Regions from separate parts of the Pan troglodytes genome. Here regions 2 and 3 are each linked to region 1. A link is a contact called in public Hi-C data. All regions are on one chromosome and are shown on one strand. The core of a region is the stretch at or near the end of the contact, and the rest is flanking DNA. Distances in the headings are between cores, read along the strand shown. Region 1 has its middle 62 kb from the start of GTF3A. Region 2 holds the start of URAD (ureidoimidazoline (2-oxo-4-hydroxy-4-carboxy-5-) decarboxylase). Region 3 holds the start of CDX2 (caudal type homeobox 2).

Region 1 (5,078 bases), core at 925-3,424:
CACTTAACTGTGTCAAAGCTTAGGAGGGATGACAAGCAAATAGGGGGACCACAGTGGTCATCAGGAGACCAGGCTGGGCAAACTCACCTCAGTCCTTTTCTGAAGGGGAAGTCAGCAGGACCTGTAGACAAAATAAATCCAAGAATCATAGAAAATGGCACCTTAGACTCATGCACAGGTGGGAACCCAGGGCTCATTGAGATGAGGCAAAGTGCTCTGGTCACAGCTGGCGAGTGGCAGAACTTGAACTTGAACTTCAGTTCCTTACTGCTTTAGTCCAGGGGAAAGAAGAGAATTGTCATTTGATGTGTGCTTTACATGCTAGGCACTTTGTCCATTTTCTCAACCAATCCCCACAGCAGAGGCACCATTATCCCCATATTCCAGATAAGATAATTGAGACTCAAAGAGGATAGAAAATTTGCCCCATGTCCACTGATAGAAAGTGGGGAGATGGGTGACAAATGCCATCTCTTCCTACTGTATCATGCCCTCCCATTTTTAAACCTAAGCATGTTCAATGTCTTTTAGGATTTCTTTGTGAGAAAGATGGACAAAGGTGAACTTGATGATGCTGTATAAAAGGACACACACTGTCTGCGAGTCAGGAATACAGATGTTCTCTCTACAGACTGCTCTCTTCCGGGAGATGCCTGTGTTCATTCCCCTTGGTATGAGCCTCAAGCACCCTTCAAGCCATCCATAAGGTGGATTTGTGAATGGAAGTGGGTAGGGCTAACATGGGCAGGAGGAGAGAGCTGGAGAAAGCTGAGTGGAGAATGAGGAATATATCTGCTAGGACATCCAGCAACAGCATTTATCCACAAAATAAGTCAGTGACTTCACTGCCCCTTTCTGCAAGACAACCAGATCCTATCAGGGTCTCTGTCCCTCAGAGGCCACTTTAAAGCAGACTGAGTCAGAAAAGCGAACTTTCCTACAGGCTCAAAGCCACCCTGCTCTACCAGGAGGCCTAGGAATTCTGCCCCACTGCCCCACTGCCCCACTCTTCTTTTTTTTTTTTTTTTTTTGAGACTGAGTTTCACTCTTGTCACCCGGGCTGGAGTGCAATGACGCAATCTCGGCTCACTGCAACCTCTGCCTCCTGGGTTCAAGCGATTCTCCTGCCTCAGCCTCCAGAGTAGCTGGGATTACAGGCGCATGCCACCATACCCAGCTAATTTTTGTATTTTTAGTAGAGATAGGGTTTCACCATGTTGGCCAGGCTAGTCTCCAACTCCTGAACGCAGGTGATCCACTCGCCTCGGCCTCCCAAAGTGCTGAGATTACAGGCGTGAGGCACCATGCCCGGCCCCCCGACTCTTAAATGTAGAGAATTCTATGATCCTGAGCAGATGTGGGAGTGCATTAAACTGTCATTGGCCTGTGTTTAAGAGTTGTGGACAATCACAGTACATAATAAAAACCTTTTTTGGTTTGATTTTGTTTTAAAGTTAACCCCAGAAATACTGAAAGCTAGAAACGCAGGCTTATGAAGGCAGCCGAATCCAGTAAATGTCATCAGGCCTTTGGGAAATGTTTGTCCCTGCATCCGTCTAGTTCCTCCAGGCCTGCTCCCCACACATCACAAACAGCAGGGCCTGGCAGGACCACCCCTGGGAACCTAGCCTGGCCACCTGGCATGGCCTCATGCCTGCAGCGAGGACATCTAGGGAAGACCACACTGCAGGCCACTGGCTCTGGCCAGGAGAATGTCCTTAAACCACACCTGCACCCTGCTAGGTACAGTTTATTGTGGGAATGGAGATCTGACCTGGGGTTGGCAGGGGAAGGCGGGGGGTAAGGACAGAGGTGCAGCCCCTCTGTCCACCTTCCCCTGATCCCTATCAGTTGGCACAGGAGGGCATAGTTCACCTTGCAGGTGGAAATGTCCACTGCTCCGAGCTGAGGAGGGAAGCCAGGACACACGGAAGGAGTGATGGGAGATTTATGAGCTGGCTTAAGACGGGGTTCTTGGGGACAGGCTTGGTGGGGCAGGCCTGCCTTCCCTCCCTCTGCTGGCCTGGAGAAGAGGTTCCATCAAGCTGCACCCACCCCTCAGTCTCCCTGGGACGTCTGATCAGTGAGTGACTTGTGCACACTTTAGATTATCTCACGCAGGACACAATCGTCAGCCACCGGGGCCCTGAGCAAAAGCCCTGCTCTTGGCAACCAGCCTTCCTACAAGGCCAACGAACTGCGCCACCCAAAGGACATCTAGGTGAGGCAGCGATTCTTCAAGGAAGATGTCACATGCGGCCGGAGGAAAGGCCCCCCGCCTCTGTTGGGCGTCCAAGTCCCCAAACAGCAGCGGCGACAGGGAGGGAGGGGACAGTCCAACCTAAGAGGTCCAGGACAGACCTCTGTGCAGGCAGCGACCGACCTGTGAGCGCCGCTCTGGGCGCGGGAGCGAGGCGAGGCGGAGCCACGGGTCAGGGCGGACCCCGGGGAGCTCTGGACTCTGAGCGCCAACGGAAAAAGGGGTCACAAACCACACGCACGTCCCCCAAAAGAAAACAAAACCGGCTAACCAGGCTCACTAAAAGGTGAAGCCCCAGAGCCAGGAAGTAGCTGATTACCTTCAGGTCGTTGAGTAGCAGGATGTGAAGGACCCCAGAGAGCGCATTGGCTCCAGCTTTGTTTGGGGACTAGCTTCGCGGCCACTCCCAGGCGCGCCTGCGGCCAGCGGGTCATGCCTTGGGGCCTGGCGCCATCTGCTGGCCATCGCTGTTCCTAACCCACTGCCCTCCCTACTCCTCACTTAGTTTCCTGTGAGACCCGTATGCAACAACAGGGAGACAGGGAGGCTTGTATCCGCGGCTCACCTACCTGCCTTTGGGCTCTTTTAGTCTCCAAAGCAGCGAAGATTTCCTAAGAAGTGCCCATACCGAAACGCCCTTCCTCTAGGGTCGCTTGAGCCCAGGAGATCGAGGTTGCAGGAAGCTATGATCGGGCCACTGCACTCCAGCCTGGGTAACATAGCAAGACCCCTTCTCTACACACACAGATACACACACACACACACACACACACACACACACACACACACAGAAGAGGCCGGGTGAGATGGCTCACACCTGTAATCCCAGCACTTTGAGAGGCCGAGGAGGGCGGATCACTTGAGGTCGGGAGTTCAAGACCAGCCTGGCCAACACAGTGAAACCCTGTCTCTACTAGAAATACAAAAATTAGTTGGGCGTGGTGGCGGGTGCCTGTAGTCCCAGAGGCCCAGGCAGGAGAATCACTTGAACCCAGAGGCGGAGGTTGCAGTGAGCCGAGTTCGCACCACTGCACTCCAGCCTGGGTGATAGAGCGAGACTCCGTCTCAAAAAAAAAAAAAAAAAAACTGAATTTCAGAAACAAATAAATAAAAATAATAAATAAAACATGCTTCCTCTCCTCAGCCCGCACCTGGGTTATGGGGGCAGGGTGCGAGCACACAAACACACACAACTTCATAGTGGAGGGAACCGACCAGCAATGGCTGACTAACTTGGAAAAGGTAATTGGAGAAGGATATGAATCTCTTCCCAAAACAATCTAAACCCAGCCTCATTGGACAGCTGCTCAGTGAGCCAAATAATAAAGTCAGTGAGCACCTCGAAAACATGCCAATCTATATGTTCAACCATCATCTCACTGCTTCCTGCAAAATAACGGCTTAAAGGGGGACACAGGCATCTTTGTCATTCCTCTCATTCCCTGGTCCCTGGTCCAGCACACGATGGGATGGGCAGCTGTGCTGGCAGAGGAACCCAGTTCTTCTTCTTTTTTTTTTTTTTTTTTTTTTTTTTGACACGGTCTCAGTCACCCAGGCTGGAGTGCAGTGGCATGATTTCGGCTCACTGCAACTTCCGTCTCCTGGGTTCAAGCGATTCTCCTGCCTCAGTCTCCCAAGTAGCTGGGACTACAGGTGCCCGTCACCAAGTCCAGATAATTTTCGTATTTTTAGTACAGATGGGGTTTCACTCTCTTGCCCAGTCTGGTCTCGAACTCCTGACCTCCGGTGATCCACCCGCCTCAGCTTCCCAAAGTGCTGGGGTTACAGGAGTGAGCCACTGCGCCTGGCCGGAACCCAGTTCTTAAAGATGGAATTAGTTGATTCATTCAACAAATAAGTACTGAGTGCCTCCGAGGTGCAGGCACTATTTGTTGCCAAGAAAGCAGAGAACAAACATGGAATGTTAATGATGCATGCATGGTAGCTGGGAGAGGCAGATGAGAAATAAGGAGACGAGAAATCAGCTACACTGATGAGTGTAGCTGTTACAAGGGAGATGAAATGTCTGGTGATGATTTTATAGTTGAGAGGGCCCAGTGAAAAGGGATCCCTTAGAGTGGCTCTGAATGACTCTGAAAAGCCAGCTTGGGTGCAGAGTGAGCATTCCAAGGAGGACCCCTGAGGCAAGAACAAGGTTACGTTTGAATGGGACACCCTGCTGTGTGTCTGCAGGAAGAGGAGGAAAGACATGAGTTGAGCATCTTACCTGTGCAAGTATCATTCTAGAACATGAGGTATTTTTTATAGGAGAGAAACTGGCACTTCCATACAATAGGAGGGAGTACCAGATGTGTAAGTAAGTAACTGAAATGCAATTTCAAAACAGTATCTTCCCCTGCAGAAAAGAATGTTTTCCCAAGATGAAAATCTCATTAGGACAAGAATGAACATTATGTTTCCAGTGTTTTATGATAGAGAAAGTAAATTATTATGATTATTTTTATTTATTTATTTATTTATTTTGAGACGGGGTCTGTGTTGCCTAGGCTGGAGTGCAGTGGTGAGATCTTGGCTCACTGCAACCTCCGCCTCCTAGGTTTGCTTCAGCGATTCTCCTGCCCCAACCTCCCGAGTAGCTGGGATTACATGTGTGTGCCACCACGCCTGGCTAATTTTTGTATTTTTAGTAGAGAGAGGGTTTCACCATGTTGGCCAGGCTGGTATCCAACTCCTGGCCTCAAGTGATCCACCTGCCTCAGCCTTCCAAAGTGCTGGGATTACAGGCATGAGCCACCGTGGCCGGCCAATTTTTATCATTATTATTTTCAGAGACAGAGTCTCACTCTGCCAGGCTGCC
Region 2 (5,078 bases), core at 799-3,298, 620 kb before region 1:
TATACCTATTCCTATACCTATACCTATACCTATACCTATACCTATACCTATACCTATACATATACGCACACAGAGGTATACACTGTAGAAGTGTTAACCCTTCCTTCCTTATATTTCAATAGAAGGCCAGTCATGCTGGAACTTCTGGCACCAGATTTATCCCCTTTGAAAAGCAAGTTTTAGCAGCTACTTTTTAAGAGATGAGGGCTCGGTTGGTTAGTCCTGACCCGATGGGCCAGGTAGTCAAGGAGAGGTGCCAGCTGGGGAAGAGTCTGTAGACTTAGGACGAAAATAATGGCTGCTGGTAGATCACATGGGTACGGTTGTTGTTTGCCTTTCACAGACCATAGGAGCACATGAGACTGGTTTATGAATCCTAATATGGTTGTTCTCTCATTGAATTTTTGTTTTTTGAGAGAAGGTCTCATTATGCTGCCCAGGCTGGCCTGGACCTTCTGGGCTCAAGCAATTCTCCTGCCTTGGCCTCCTGAGTAGCTGGGGCTACAGGCACATGCCACCTTACCTGGTTCATTGAATTTTTATTCAAATGAAAGCAAATGTGTAACTGATATGGCTTTGGGAAATGTTTGCATTTGTAGTTCTAAAGGGAGATAGCAGTAATGTGTTTATTTGTCAATTCTGACCCTTTCTTTTCTTTGACTTTACCTGGCACATTATTTTGTTTTGTGTATACCTGGAAGACATTAGTACGTGAAATCTAATCTATGTGGTTAGCTAACTGGCCAACCAATCCATCCAATAGTGTTTCTTTCATGCCTACCGTAGGCACAGCCCTTGTCAGCCAGGATACAGAGGCAGCAAGACACACTGGTCTCCAGGCTTCTGGAATATGTCCCGGCTGAGAACCGACATACAAGTAAATACATACAAGAAGCAACATAGACACAGATATTTTCAAGAAGAAAATAACTCCTAATGGGGTTTGAGAGACTATTGAGAATGGGGCAGAATTATTCCTTAGACATTTTGTCCTGCTTAATGAGCATTTATTAAGTACCTGTTGTGTTAAGCATCTGGCATACACAGACTGAGAAAAACATAGTACCTATCCTTAACAGCAGCAATAACAATAGTTAGGAAATCAAGTTCCAAGTGGGTTGACCCGTGACCTGGCTAAATTATCAGGGAAAATGTCCTGCGGTGATGATGACATTAAAGTGTTAATAACAGCCAGACGCGGCTGTAGTCCCAGCTACTCGGGAGGCTAAGGCAGGTGGATCACTGGAGTCCAGGAGTTCTGGGCTGTAGTGCGCTCTGCCGATCAGGTGACTGCACCAAGTTCGGCATCAATCTGATGTCCTCCAGGAAGACCGGAGCCACCAGATTGCCCAGGGAGCGGTGAACTGGCCCAGGTTGGAAAGAGAACAGGTCAAAACTCCACTGCTGATCAGTAGTGGGATTGTGCCTATGAATAGCCACTGCACTCCAGCTTGGACAACCTAGGCAGAACCTATCTCAAATAATAACAATATAATAATTACCTGTAATTCCAGCACTTTGCGAGGCCGAGGCAGGTGGATTACTTGAGGTCAGGAGTTCGAGACCAGCCTGGCCAACATGGTGAAACCCCGTTTCTACTAAAACAAACAAACAAACAAACAAAACCAAAAAAATAAACTTAGCTGGGTGTGGTGGCAAATGCCTGTAATCCCAGCTACTCAGGAGGCTGAGATAGGCAAATCGCTGGAACCCAGGGGGTGGAGGTTGTAGTGAGCTGAGATTGCGCCACTGTGCTCCAGCCTGGGTGACAGAGCTAGACACCAAAAAAAAAAAAAAAAAGCCTAACAACATGAAAAACAGATCTGGCTCTAATGCTTAGAGTGAAATAGGGCCCCTGCTGCCTTTGATTATGGGAATGGTTTGGTTGGAAACATTGACCATGCAGAGATCTCTGCTCCCTGGATTAGAACCTTAAGCCTGTGCTTGTTCATTACACAAGTATTCTGGATCTGCTTCTCCCAAAGGCATTTAAAACACGCGAAGGTGGTGTTGTGTAAAAAGCAAGCTCTTGTGTTCAGCAGATATAACCGAGTGAGCCGAGACAGCGTCACTCACTCGCCGAGAGGGGAGCTGGACGTCCCGCTGTCTCCGGTGGAATACAAGGAATGGACATTGAGAAGGTCAACTCCATGGACCTTGGAGAATTCGTGGATGTGTTTGGGAATGTCACTGAGAGATGTCCTCTGATTGCAGCTGCTGTTTGGTCCCAGCGGCCATTATCTGATTTGGAAGATTTAGAGAAGCACTTTTTTGCCTTTATTGATGCCCTTCCACAGTCAGGTAAGGCTTCCGTATCAGACATTCTCTGCAAAGGGATTTCAAATATGCTTGTCAAAATATTTTTAGATACTGGCCAGGAATGGTGGCTCACACCTGTAATCCCAGCACTTTGGGAGGCTGAGATGGGAGGATCACTTGAGCCCAGGAATTTGAGACCAGTCTAGGCAACATGATGAGATCTGTTGCTACAAAAATTGTTTTTAGGCCGGGCGTGTTGGTGGCTCACGCCGGTAATCCCAGCACTTTGGGAGGCCGAGGTGGGTGGATCACAAGGTCAGGAGATCGAGACCATCCTGGCCAACATGGTGAAACCCCATCTCTACTAAAATACAAAAAATTAGCCAGGCGTGGTGGTGCGTGCCTGTAGTTCCAGCTATTCGGGAGGCTGAGGCAGGAGAATCGCTTGAGCCTGGGAAGCGGAGATTGCAGTGAGCCAAAATTTCACCACTGCACTCCAGCCTGGTGGCACAGCAAGACTGTGTCTCAAAAAACAAAACAAAAAACAACAAAAAAAGTTGTTTTTAAAAATCTATCTATCTATCATCTATCTATCTATCATCTATCTATCTATCTATCTATCATCTATTTTAGTCTAATTCCTTATACTTGATGTGTTTATTGAGTTCTTTCCTTTGGAAGGTTCAGTAAGTTTCCTCAGGTCTAGTCCATAAGAGTCAAGCACTTGTGTGGTTTAGGTCAGACATGGACTGGAAGAATGCGGTGGCTAAGGAAAGTGGCTGTTAAATATTAGAGCTTTGAGGTCACAAGGAGGAACCTAGCAAAAGACATCAGAGTGATTCAGAGGCTAAAGGCCAGGCTGAGGGCCCACCCTGTCTTAGCCACCCCATCTGGCTTGGGAATGTCCTGTATGTGACAGAGAGGACAGCTGGATATCAGACTATCTCCAGAGCCCAGGGGAAAGGGCAATCGGCTGACTTTTGTACCAGAACGGGCCAGTTTGGACTGGATGGCTGAGGAGAGTGAATTCATTCAGATCAGCAACTCCCTGAGGGATGGAGGGGAAGGAGGAGAATCTGAAGGCATCCCTCTGGAGGAAGGGAAAGAAGTTACTGATTTCTTCTGTGGAGAGAGAGAGAAAATGAGGCACTTCTTGGTGTGGGGTGAGGAGAAGAGGGGGTGACTCCGAATGACACACACAGCTTCACAGAGACCAGGCTGCCTCAGGGGCTGTCCTGGATGCTCTGTGGAGAAACCTGAAATGTACTGAAGGGGTGGCGAGGGGCAGAGAGGCCTCTGTGGACATCTGGGTGGGGAAGGAGAGCCCCTGCTCTCTTCACCAAAAAGGAGCCAACAGACGATGCCGCCTATCAGGATGGCCTTTGACAGCCAGATGGCTTCTGACCGTCATACAGACGTCTCCAAAATAAGGAGCTCCTTTTAATTCATTTGAGGCTTATCTAGGAAGAGCAGAGGATGTCATAAAATCAAATGGACAGGAATGTTGGGGCCATGTGGACACTCACCCACTTCTGGGGGCCTCTCCATAGCTGAGGACTTCAGCTCCTCCACTGGGCTTGGGGGTCATCACTGGAGCCTTCTGACCCTTGACTCACAGGGACAGCCCAGTCCCAGCCTGATGAGTGAAGGGACCACAGCCTCTCAGCTGAACTGCTGCAGGGCAGGCCGGAAGGAGCAGGAGGCCCCGGAGCCCACCCTCTCAATGTCTGACAGGAAAATAGAATAGAGGAGGCAAAATGACAGCCTCACTGGAAAGTAATTTCTTTTCAGGAAAAAAAAAAAAGAGAGGCAAATCCTTTGATTGTCTTAATACCCAAAGGAGTGGTGAGGCTGAGGAGGGAGCGTGTTGAGAGAGAAAGCTAGGATTGCGTGAATAATTTAAATCTATTGTTCTTGGGTTTGGCCAGTTACTTAACACACGTTTTGGGGGCTTTCTTACTCTGTGTCTGGAACTTTGATAAAAACACAACAATTTCTCCATTTTCATCTTATTGCTCACCAACACTCCCCACAACCCGGCTGGCCAGAGGTTCTAGTTCCAGGTCAGTCCAGTCAGGGCCCTGAGCACAGTGGAGTGTGGGCAGCACTGGACGTGGGCAAGCCCCGCTCCCGAGGCTTGTTTTGATGCCCCTGTGACTTGATGAAACCTCTGTCTCCTGGCTAGTGTCAGAATCCCAGATCACAGAGTGAACAGGATGTTGAGACTTAATCAAAGTTTGCTGAATGAATGCATGAAATCGTTTCCAAGGTGATACTGAAAAGTGGGAATTCTGGCATTACCCCCTTCCCCACACATTTTAACTGGGTGACTCAGTGGTAGGTCAGTGGACAAAATGGCTGGAGGGAGTTTGGGCCCCCTGGACGGTTGTTGGTGTCTGCAGTAGACACGGTTCTGGGGAGGAGCTCCCTGTAGTGGAGGCTGCTTCTCGGTTCTGCACTTGTCTGGGAGCAGCTGGGAGCCTCAATGCTGTCTGGCGGCAGCTCCTCATCTTAACATCTCAGTAACAGTAGACAAGTGATGTTATCAATGGCGACAATAACAACAACAAATAGCTAAAATGTATTGAACTTTTACTACTGGTGTGTTTCAGGCACTTTTCCAAAAACTTTGCACTTGCTAACTCATTCAATCCTCTAATATCCCTATAAAATGAGGAATAGTATTATTATTGCTCCCATTCTTACCGATGGGAAAACTGAGGCACACAGAGATTAAGTAACTTGAGCAAGGACACACTACTAGAAAGTGGCAGGACTGGAATTCTAATAACCCTGAGAGTCAACCCAACAGGTTTTGA
Region 3 (5,078 bases), core at 1,670-4,169, 600 kb before region 1:
CAACCGCAGGCCCAAGCTTCCCAAACAAGTTTGCCTCTCCCAGAGTGAGTTGCTACAGGCTTCTCTGGCCCAGCAGCAGGACTTACAGGGTAGAAGGGCCCTTCTGGCATCAGGGGTTAGGGATGACCATCCCTGTCCCTTCCTGGGGGCTTCTCAGTGCAGGCCAAAAGGCTCCTAAGAAAGACGCCAAGCACCTGGGGCCTAGGACTAAGAAAGCCCTGCATGGGGCCCTGATGTGGGTGGCTTCTGCCTCCTCCCAGGGACACAGGCCTGCACTTAGAAGCTGGAGAGGCTGCCCCTGAGCAGAGCGAATCTCCAGAGGCCAGTCATGGGGCACCAATCTGCTAGGGGCCAGGGCTGTCTAAATGCGAAGACAACCAGGCTCCTAGAGTTCTGTCAGCCACCTTCTACCCCTCTCTGACAGCTCCCACAACCCTGCCTTTTCAGGGACCCAGCTGGGCCCTCTCCTGGCTGAGAGCAACCTGGATGTATGGGGACACTTACATTCTGAGAAGCTTGTCCGAGGACATTATTTACCAGCTCCTTTCCCCTCACCGAACAGGTCTAGACCCTGGGACCACAGCTGTGCCATGCCATTGCTAAGGAGACCCATTTTTTGCAATGAGAGAAACATTCGTTTTCACAATGATTTCCTTTCCATGGCTGGAGCACTCCAAGTGAGCCTCAGGCTTCCCTGTGGCTTGGCCTGCTCTGGGGCCTGGCTTGACCTGAGGGGCCAGAGCAGCCCTGGCCACTCCCAAAGCAATTGGATGAGCAGGCCAGAGCCACGTCTTCAGGGCACAGCACAGAGACACAGCTGGAAAACAGGGACAATTAGCCAGCGGCCGGCAGCCTGGGCCATAAAAACGCAGGAAGCGGCCACCGCAGGGCGGAGGGAATGGCTGTCCCTAATAAAGCGATTGTTCCAAAGAATGCCCGCATTCCGAAGACATAGGCTGGAGCCTCAGCCTCGGCTTCCAGAGCTCAGGCCTGGGAGCGGGGATGGTATGGGGGATGGAAAGGGGAATTGTGTCTCCAGGAAGAGGAGGAAGATGTTTGCTAGATCAAAAGTTCGAAGTGCCCACCACTTAACCTCCCACATTCCCGCCCCATCAGGTCTGCGGACCTCCCCTACTGCCCTTCTCTCAATGATTTGGATTTTGTAACGGGGTTTGCAATTTACTTCCGGTTATATTTCTCAGGAAGTCCGATGACACTCGGCTGTCCAGGCCAGGCGCTGGAAGTCCCCCAGGAGGACCAGCTCGGTCTCCCACCTCTTGAGTGCGCAGCTCCTTGGCCCCTGAGTACCCTACCACCCCCATTTTTAGCCTTCTTCCTTACAAATACGAAAGGTGGGAGGAACCAGAAAACAGGGGATCCCGCAGCCCTAGGCTAGTTCTGATCGCTTTCAGGTGTCTGCAGAGGCAACTTGCTGGTTGTCACCTGTAAAATGGGGAGGATAAAAACACCTCCCAGGTTTTGTTCTAGATCCTAGGGGGATGTGAGGCTCAAGGGAGATAAAGGACACTGGAGAGCACCCCAGAAATGACAGGATGAAGGCGATGGTGACAAATATCCGAGCGAAACGCTTGACAATGAGAACAGACAAGTGCAGGTCTCCAGGAGTGCCGCGAGCGCCCGCGGGTTCTGAGAGCGCTCAAAGCCGCCGAGTCAGGCTGCCCAGCCCGCCGGGCCTCGCCGCAGTGATCCTCATTCCCGAATCTGGCAGCGCTGTCAAAGGCTTGTATAGGAGGTGAACGGCGGCCGCAGGCCCACCCCACGCGGTTGCTGAAACCGAGCTGGGCGCGCGCAGGAGCCGAATCTCGCCGCCTCTGCCCTCCTGTCGGGGCAGCTCCCGATCCCGGGCTGCGCGGCTCCGGTCCCCAAGACGGCCACTTCCAGCCCTAGGCCCCTTGGCCGCAGCGCTTCCCAAACCAAGAGAGATCCTTTCTCAACTCAGAGCTTTTCATTAGCAGTCGTTAATAATGGCCCTGAGTTGCCTTATCATCTCCTGGAAATGAGAAATAAATTTCTTCGGAGAACGTTTCCCTTTGTAAAGGACAGAGAGTTTTAAAGATATAGGTATGATGTAAGACACATAAATACCTAGGTAAGCATTAGCAGAAATTCTCTTTTCCTTATATTTAAGTATAATAAACATACAAGTGTAGCTCAATGAATTTTCACAAACTGACATTCTATGTAACCAGCAGCCTAAGAAACTGCTTTACCAACGATCCCCTAGCTCGCCTCCAGTTATGCACGCCAATAACCACTAGCCTAACTTCTACCACATGCCCATTACTTCTGTAGTTTAAAACTTCTGATTCTTGAATGTAAACGTTTAACAATAAATCGCTTGAATTTAACTCAAATTTCAAATGTAAGATGAAGTCAGAGATGCAGCCTGAATCTAGGATCATAATTTGTCTTGTGCGGAGGGCGAGTAATTTCCTTGGGCAAGAAAATAACTGATTGGAGGTGACAGTTGTTTGGGGCTGCAGTCGTCTGGGCCAGGAGCACAGGGCGGGAAGGAATGGCCCATCTCTTAGGGCTCTCTGCTTGTCACCTACCAGGTTGGTCAGAAACGTTCTCATCAAAGCAATGGTTCTCTTTTCTTTTCTCTTTGGGACAGAAGGAGTTTCTTGACCGCCCCCTTCCCTGCAAATGCATAAACAACCACTGTTCCTGTCTCCAAGCTCAGATTCCCACCAAGATAGCCTTTTCTCTTCCCCTCTCTTTTGTAAGTCTCTTGATTTCATTCTTTGAACCTGTGATTGGAGGTTAAAGTGCACCAGGTTGGAAGGAGGAAGCTCTTAACAATAAAGGTTTGAATATTTAGCTGTGTCAGGTCGCTGCCCTCTCACGAGCCTCCCTCCCCTTTATCTTTTAAAATGCAAATTATGTTTCGAGGGGTTGTGCGTAGAGTGCGCGCTGCGCCTCGACGTCTCCAACCATTGGTGTCTGTGTCATTACTAATAGAGTCTTGTAAACACTCGTTAATCACGGAAGGCCGCCGGCCTGGGGCTCCGCACGCCAGCCTGTGGCGGGTCTTCCCCGCCTCTGCAGCCTAGTGGGAAGGAGGTGGGAGGAAAGAAGGAAGAAAGGGAGGGAGGGAGGAGGCAGGCCAGAGGGAGGGACCGCCTCGGAGGCAGAAGAGCCGCGAGGAGCCAGCGGAGCACCGCGGGCTGGGGCGCAGCCACCCGCCGCTTCTCGAGTCCCCTCGCCCCTTTCCCTTCGTGCTCCCCGGCAGCCTCCAGCGTCGGTCCCCAGGCAGCATGGTGAGGTCTGCTCCCGGACCCTCGCCACCATGTACGTGAGCTACCTCCTGGACAAGGACGTGAGCATGTACCCTAGCTCCGTGCGCCACTCTGGCGGCCTCAACCTGGCGCCGCAGAACTTCGTCAGCCCCCCGCAGTACCCGGACTACGGCGGTTACCACGTGGCGGCCGCAGCTGCAGCGGCAGCGAACTTGGACAGCGCGCAGTCCCCGGGGCCATCCTGGCCGGCAGCGTATGGCGCCCCACTCCGGGAGGACTGGAATGGCTACGCGCCCGGAGGCGCCGCGGCCGCCGCCAACGCCGTGGCTCACGGCCTCAACGGTGGCTCCCCGGCCGCAGCCATGGGCTACAGCAGCCCCGCAGACTACCATCCGCACCACCACCCGCATCACCACCCGCACCACCCGGCCGCCGCGCCTTCCTGCGCTTCTGGGCTGCTGCAAACGCTCAACCCCGGCCCTCCTGGGCCCGCCGCCACCGCTGCCGCCGAGCAGCTGTCTCCCGGCGGCCAGCGGCGGAACCTGTGCGAGTGGATGCGGAAGCCGGCGCAGCAGTCCCTCGGCAGCCAAGGTAAGCAGAGGCTGCGCCCCTCCGGAGGGTGCTTGGGAAGGCGCGGGTCGAGCCAGTGGCTGCTGCGCGTCACGCGTCCAGTGCGCACAGGGGCGTCCCGGGCTGTCTGGGAGCTCGGCGCCAGGAGGGGCACGGCCCGGGGACAAATTCGGGGGCCTCTGGCCCCTCGGGGCTTCTCTGACCTACTGAGCCTGGGAGTGAATATTCTGAGTCTCAACACCGTGTTCAGGCGTCCTCTTTCCAAGAGCTCCTCATTCGCAACCCCGGGACACCTTCGGGAAGCTCCGGGGAATGTCGGCGTGAGCACTGCTGGACGCGGGCAGAATCGCGTCCTCCGGCACTTGCTGCGGCATGCATTCCTTGCGTGGCTCCTGGCCGCCGAGGAGAGAGGGAGGCTCGAACCTTCTTGGGCTAGGTCTAGGCCGTTTATCTCCGCTCTCTCTTTCCCCATCTGAGCCATCTAAGAAGAGAAGTGACCGGGGGGAGGGGGGGGGGTCGGGGGATGGCTAGGCTGTGTGTGGGACCGGGTTTGGCCATTCGGGCCAATTCAAGGTACAGCGAGCAGACAGACCAGGGAGAGCTGCTGTCGCTGGGAAGAAGGTGCTAGCCCCAGCTGCTAAGGCGACGGGGGCGCGCCCCGTCTCTGAACCTCTGACCTGTGAAGGAGTCATTTCAAGCAAAAGCTGGAAGGCTAGGGGCAAGAAGCCTAGGGGCAGGCGTCTGCGGAGAGAGCAGGGAGACGGGGAGGAAACCCTGGTGGGAATTAAGCCGCCGCTCCAGGTAGGGGTCATTTCTCCCAAAGCTTCCTTTCAAGGGTGTCAGGGATGTCTGTGAGTGTGTGTGTGTGCAGCTGAAAAATATCCTAGGTTTGCCGGACTGTGGGGCTCATTGACTCCGGGTCTGCCCCTTCTGGTGTTCGAGTGTGTCTAGAGGTGGCAAGGAAGTGCGGTGGGGAGAGTCCTAGTTGAGTGCCCCCTTTAAAGTCTTTCCCCAGCCCTCAGCGCTTCCGCTTTTCTTGCTTCGCTCCTTGCTGCCCCAATTGGGCAGGCACGCTGGTTATGGGCACTTTGCAGAAGTTTATAGCCAATTACAACTGTATAAATCAAAGCGCCCTTTGGGGGCTGTCTCTGGGCATCGGTTTCTGCGTCACTGTGCATATGCTAGGGAGAGTCCTGGTGGGAATGCCGCCGACCGGGGAGAAGGCCACAGATCAGCCTCGGGTGAGCC

Evidence for each region. A called contact is a pair of places that touch in the nucleus more often than the background predicts.
Region 2: a contact with region 1 is called in a Hi-C map of induced pluripotent stem cells, with 6 times the contacts expected there. The contact joins the promoter of URAD here to the enhancer-like site in region 1. A contact is called at or near these places in 5 of 7 Hi-C or Micro-C datasets (blood, induced pluripotent stem cells, a lymphoblastoid cell line and 1 more), 1 of 1 datasets of contacts at active chromatin or transcription factors (stem cell-derived excitatory neurons) and 1 of 1 other capture datasets (stem cell-derived neural stem cells).
Region 3: a contact with region 1 is called in a Hi-C map of stem cell-derived neural progenitor cells, with 4 times the contacts expected there. The contact joins the promoter of CDX2 here to the enhancer-like site in region 1. A contact is called at or near these places in 4 of 7 Hi-C or Micro-C datasets (blood, induced pluripotent stem cells, a lymphoblastoid cell line and 1 more), 1 of 1 datasets of contacts at active chromatin or transcription factors (stem cell-derived excitatory neurons) and 1 of 1 other capture datasets (stem cell-derived neural stem cells).

Annotation. Positions count from the first base shown.
Region 1 is chr14:26,527,002-26,532,079 of NHGRI_mPanTro3-v2.0_pri, reverse strand. No RefSeq gene overlaps it. Among named protein-coding and RNA genes, the nearest start is that of GTF3A, 62 kb to the left of the region's middle. Within about 2 kb of position 2,174, at least 11 of the 24 cell types and tissues checked have an H3K27ac peak or open chromatin away from gene starts, as enhancers often do. A contact at or near this core is called in induced pluripotent stem cells, stem cell-derived neural progenitor cells and stem cell-derived neural stem cells, where this site is marked.
Region 2 is chr14:27,147,468-27,152,545 of NHGRI_mPanTro3-v2.0_pri, reverse strand. It overlaps URAD (ureidoimidazoline (2-oxo-4-hydroxy-4-carboxy-5-) decarboxylase), which reads left to right and starts at 2,048. Exons shown (of 3, transcript XM_003314092.5): 1 at 2,048-2,301. The coding sequence starts at 2,127.
Region 3 is chr14:27,128,983-27,134,060 of NHGRI_mPanTro3-v2.0_pri, reverse strand. It overlaps CDX2 (caudal type homeobox 2), which reads left to right and starts at 2,919. Exons shown (of 3, transcript XM_016925110.4): 1 at 2,919-3,851. The coding sequence starts at 3,311.